Linked DNA regions of Mus musculus: region 1 is linked to region 2. The links are chromatin contacts, called in public HiChIP or PLAC-seq maps. All regions are on one chromosome and are shown on one strand. The core of a region is the stretch at or near the end of the contact, and the rest is flanking DNA. Distances in the headings are between cores, read along the strand shown.

The links. HiChIP or PLAC-seq counts read pairs in DNA pulled down with a chosen protein or histone mark.
Region 1: a contact with region 2 is called in an H3K4me3 HiChIP or PLAC-seq map of bone marrow-derived macrophages, with 4 times the contacts expected there. The contact joins the enhancer-like site here to the promoter of Nap1l5 in region 2. A contact is called at or near these places in 11 of 39 promoter capture datasets (3T3-L1-derived adipocytes, the C10 cell line, cranial neural crest and 7 more), 21 of 484 Hi-C or Micro-C datasets (Th1 cells, bone marrow-derived macrophages, brain and 14 more), 5 of 115 datasets of contacts at active chromatin or transcription factors (bone marrow-derived macrophages, embryonic hindbrain, fibro-adipogenic progenitors and 2 more) and 4 of 9 other capture datasets (adipose tissue, embryonic stem cells, liver and 1 more).

What each region holds. Positions count from the first base shown.
Region 1 is chr6:59,184,030-59,186,729 of GRCm38.p6, reverse strand. No RefSeq gene overlaps it. Among named protein-coding and RNA genes, the nearest start is that of Tigd2, 23 kb to the left of the region's middle. Within about 2 kb of position 1,254, at least 141 of the 459 cell types and tissues checked have an H3K27ac peak or open chromatin away from gene starts, as enhancers often do. A contact at or near this core is called in Th1 cells, adipose tissue, bone marrow-derived macrophages and 4 more, where this site is marked.
Region 2 is chr6:58,905,843-58,908,542 of GRCm38.p6, reverse strand. It overlaps Nap1l5 (nucleosome assembly protein 1-like 5), which reads left to right and starts at 1,417. Exons shown (of 1, transcript NM_021432.2): 1 at 1,417-2,700. The coding sequence starts at 1,576. The coding sequence ends at 2,046. All of the region lies in intron 23 of Herc3 (hect domain and RLD 3), which reads right to left.

The DNA of each region.
Region 1 (2,700 bases), core at 5-2,504, 280 kb before region 2:
TATGACGGTAACACAACCATCTGCCATCTACTTTCTGCCAATGGTGAGCTCAACTCCATGATGAAAATAAGTCTACTCTTCCACTAGGGCATGATTGTAGGGATCCGAAAATCTCAGATTAAATGTGGTCACTTACTTTAACTGTTTTAAATAAGTACTAGACCTCAACCCAAAGGAGAGTCCCTGGGTAGATTTCGGAGTGGCTAGAATCACAGTGGCTTCCTCCCAGATGGCTTCTAGAAAGAGATAGAGAGAGGGAATTTAACCACCATTCAACTTTTCTGTTAAAACCACACTGGGCCTGTCTCTCAGGGTTCCAGAGGACTGGGAGAAGGATGGGAGGAGCAGGTGTTTTAAAAGAAACCAAAGGTTGTCTGTCTCCAGGCTGAGAGCAGCTTCACATATCTCCGTAAAGAATGTGGTCTATGCTACTTCAGACAGTCTTCTCATTCAGTTTTCTAAGCGAGTTGGTCCCTTTCTTCCTGTGGCCCTTAATATGCATAGAGCAGAGACTTCCCTCTTAGAATCTTTTCTTGGGTCAGGTTTCATCATGAGTAGCATAAGTACTTTGACTTTAGGTTAGTAAGACAAATAGGTTTTGCTTGTTTTCTTTTGTTATTACTGGTTTTGTCTCTGTTCAAGTCTTTGGTGGTCCAGTGTTTTAACTTGCTTAAATAAAATCATACATCCCGTGTGGTCCCTTTTATTTTGTCTTAAACAGGTAGGCTGAAAATAGAGAAGAAAGGTAGAAATAATTATCATTCCAAAAATAAAAGTGCAAGATTCAATCTCAACTGGGGTAAAATTCATGAAGAATTACTTCGTCCAATTGTCAGTGATTAACTCCAGAACTGAGTGGTCACAACCCTGAGGCCTGGCTACCTGCATGTACAAACACGCGGAGGAGTAGGTAAGAGAGGTTTTCCTTTCTAGCATTTCAAAGAAAAGAGGAGAAACAAAAATACCAGTCTTGGGGTCCAGCCCCACCCACTGCCATTCCAGGATGCTGGAGAGACCCTGGCCATGCTCCCTGTTCCCTTCACAGTTTGGCTAGGAAAACACTGGCCCGGGATGAATCTCAGGATAATCTTCGAAATTGAAAGCATCATGGTGAGTCATGGAGGATTGCAGGAACAGATTCATTTTCTCAGCTGATTAAAAGAAGGAGAAAACAGGAAGTGCAAGGCTGTAAGCGCTCGGCCAAGTTTTAGTGAAAGCAGAAGATGTTGCTGTTTCCTGGACGGACGTGCCGTTTGTGCCTCAGAGAGCACGAAGCTGCCTTTGTGCTACTCTGTGAGTCATCACAGCAGTTGCAGATCACCAGATAGGAGGAACACAGTGTCCATTTCACGCTGGCTGTTTTTTTCCTCAGTGGAGTTGGTTCTTCTTTATTCTCCTGACACTTCAAGCTAAAGGTAGCTGCAGGTGACCTGTTACTTTTTGGAGATCTAATGGGGTTTGAGATGTCCTGCCATGTTTCCCTTTCCTGTTGTTCCACACTTGGTTGCTATAGAGACATATTTTGGATAATGACATGTGTCACTCCCTCTCTTACGTTCACTTAGAGCTTTAGGGTTCTTGTTATCTCTCGCCGATTTTAGCCACCAGCCTAACATAAACCGTTCACAGCACTGAGCAATGTGTGGGGGTTGTTGATTTTTATTCCAGTCATTGGAACAGTTAAGTGGAAGCTGCTGCTGCTCCTCAGGTGTTTCTGTTTGACCATGCGCTATCATGTCCTCAATGTGACTGGCAGATTTGTTTCCTCATGCTCTTTTAAGTAAAGTAAAGCATGAGACTGGCTGAAAGAACATATTTGAAAAACTGAGGCAGGGGATGCATCCTGCCTGTCACAGGCTATTTGGAGTCAGCCCCCAGGAAGCTCAGTAAGTCACACTTGAGTTGATTCTGTTTGGTTTGAAACATCTTGCATGTAGGCAGGACGTTTTCTATGAGTTAATTCACACTATATGTTTAAAACATTCTCTAAAGCATTTTCATTAAAATGACAAATTTTTGTGAATTTTTCCCCATTAAATGGACATTACTAACTTGAGAGTGTGGTGTATACTTGTGAGTTTAGAGTGATGGAATACAACATGTAGAATAGTTGAGAGCCAATTAATACACTGCATACTATCTTAGCTGATAATATTATACTGTTATCCCTCTAGCATTACCACTAAGCCACATGACCAGCTCATTTCTAGTTATTGATAACTATGTAACCCATGGGTTTTGGATGCCTGGGTTTAAATTAAGGCTTAAACTGGAATTATTGAGACAGTGTTCTCAAATCTCACATGAATATTTTTAAACCTGGAATGCTGTGGTGAGAAACTCTAAACTATATGGTAAATGTCAATAAACATTGAAAAACTTGGGAATGAAATATTCTGGGGAAAGAGTTATAAATCTTTATTGACTTTGTTCTAAATTAGAAACTCATTATGGATTTGAATGTAAACATATACTGTGAAGTTTCAGAGAAATTCTCTACTTTGTATAGTTTGTATAGAGACCCATGTCTCTCCATTATTATAATTCAGTCTCCTGCCATAAAAGTCCTTTGTTGAAGCCAGACATGGTGACTTAGATGCGCAATCCCATACTTGGGAGGTTGAGGTAGAAGATCATGAATTCCCGGTCAATTGGGGCTACAAAGTGGGTGGATACTGTGAGCTATATAACATGATGAGA
Region 2 (2,700 bases), core at 168-2,667:
TACGTTAAAAAGGTATTTTGTATATTTCACTTTCTTTCATCAGAGGGACAAAAGTATTTGTTTTTAATACAGTAATTTTACTTTAAAAATATTCAGTGCTTACTCCATGTCAGCACTAAATGGTTTACATACAATTAAGTTAATACACGTAAGAAGTAAAAGAGAGAAATTTCTTATGAAATTCATATGCATAAAACTCTGGCAAGACCCACCACAGAGAAAGACAGATCTAAATAGGTAATGAATGTATCCTCTAGGAACCACTTAAAAGTTGTGCCCTGCTCTTTATTCTAGAAGCTCTAAGGAGGCAGGAAGGACCTGGAGTTCACATAGTTTAAAGCTAGACTGGACCAGCTAAATAAATAAATAAATAGATAGATAAACAAAACAAATAACTCTCTAATTCTGGCTTATATGGGGAAAAAAATAAAAGATCACTTCATTATTAGAAAACAAGACTTTGATGTTTATGGTCTTTTCCAAAGCTCTCACATACAAATTACAAGCAGATTCAAACAACAGATGGTTAACTGTGAAGTGTTTGGTGACAAATGACTGTAGAAGCATCTGTGGGTCCCTAAGGAAGTGTAGGATCAAACACGCATTTCAAGATGTATTAAAATGACCTCTTTTCCCCAGCCTTTATGGGCATGTTTAATCTGCTAACTGGAAGCAGTGTGCCTCCACCCAAAAACTGAATTGGGCCCTACACATCTATACATGACAGCATCTTTTCACAATGTCACACGGTTGGACACTTCTAGGGCTTTGCATTTCTTCTGTTCACCCTCACTTTATTTCTTTTCAGAGGCAATTGTGTGAAACCTACTAGAATGCTCACAGCGCAGAAATTTGCCACACAAACACTTACAGAATCAATGCCAAGGTCCCTCCCGGAACAATTTGCCACGAGGATATAGGTTTAACAGAGATGTCTAACTGTGCTCTAAGAGCCAAAGATGGTCTGCGCAGATACAGGCACGCACTGTGGGTCTGCAAAGGTGAAGGAAAATGGTTCTCCTGCATTTCTGTTCTCTGAAAGTGAATTTAAGACGCAGTCAGGCTTGGAAATGTACCCATAACCAAGGCTTACCAACATTAGCTATGGCGCACTTTCAACAAAGATTGTCAGGTGCATTGCGGATTTGGAGAACTAAGATGGGAGGGGGAGCACACAGTAAACAGATTGGGGGGGGGGGGTGTATAAACAGGTATGGAAAAATACAGTCTCAGCCTCGAGCTGGTTCCAGCCAGTTCTGCAGGGGTGGGGGCGGATGCTGAGGGCTGGGTGTCTAAGTGGCAGGTTTTAGAGACCTCGGAGATAGCAGCATAGCAACAATTTGGTGCAGTGTGTGCGCACAACCATCAGCTGATAGTGAGCAGCCATTCACTTGCCGCGAGCCGCGAAGCGGCCGCGCGGACGTCACCACAGCCGTCAGCGTTTGCCGCATCTTCAGACGCACTCTGGACCAGCCGCAATCACAGCTGCAGGACCTCTCTGGACCAGCTCTATTGCAGACTGCGCAACCACCAGACCACTGCGGCAAACAAGCCCAGCTGAGCCGAGCAGTAGCCATGGCCGACCCCGAGAAGCAGGGACCCGCTGAGAGCCGCGCCGAGGACGAGGTAATGGAAGGCGCCCAGGGTGGCGAAGATGCCGCGACCGGTGACAGTGCCGCTGCTCCCGCGGCCGAGGAGCCCCAGGCCCCCGCGGAGAACGCGCCCAAGCCCAAAAAAGACTTTATGGAGAGCTTGCCCAATTCCGTGAAATGCCGGGTTCTGGCGCTCAAAAAGCTGCAGAAGCGCTGCGATAAGATCGAGGCCAAGTTTGACAAGGAATTCCAGGCTCTGGAGAAGAAGTACAACGATATCTACAAGCCCCTGCTCGCCAAGATCCAGGAGCTCACCGGAGAGATGGAGGGCTGCGCGTGGACCCTGGAGGGAGAGGATGATGAAGATGACGAGGAAGAGGACGACGAGGAGGAGGAGGAGGAAGAAGAGGCTGCAGCTGGCGCAACTGGGGGTCCCAACTTCGCCAAGAAGTGAGCACAGCAAGCTGACAGGTGATAAATCCCCTGCCCCTTTTATTTCCAATGTCGGCAGACTTTAAAAGGCTCAGGATTTGCCCAAAATAAAATGTGAATCTATTCTGACATTCCTAAAATTAAATTGAATCAAGTAGATTCTGGCTAGCCCGTTTCTAATCTGACTTTTATTTGTGTAAAACAGATGCTAAAAGACGTTTTTTAGAAAAAAAAAAAAGCCTAATTAAACTTTTTTTTTTCTCCCTGCTCTTCTGTGAGAACTGGACTTGAGACTGTTGAAAGGTTGTCAGTTAGATGGGAATTAAAAGTGCGTCACACGTTGAAATCCATTCATCACACTACACCAGAACATCCAAGCTAAGACAGAACTCTTCTCAATGCTTAATTCTTCAGTTTCTTTACATTTTCCAGCGCAGAGGAAAAGGAACCCAGGAACGACGTCATCTTTAAGACTTTTGCTTTTGCAAACCCAGACATCAGCTTTACACTCCAGAGGAGCCTTGGCATGGAGCAAGCCTGGACTGACAGCATTTACTGATTATGTGGCTAGGAAAACTGCCATTTCAAGTTGTGAAAAAATGTTTTAAATATTTGCATTTACAGAAAGAACATGGTTTCAAAAATGAGGGTGTATTCCATGTATAATATTGTCAAC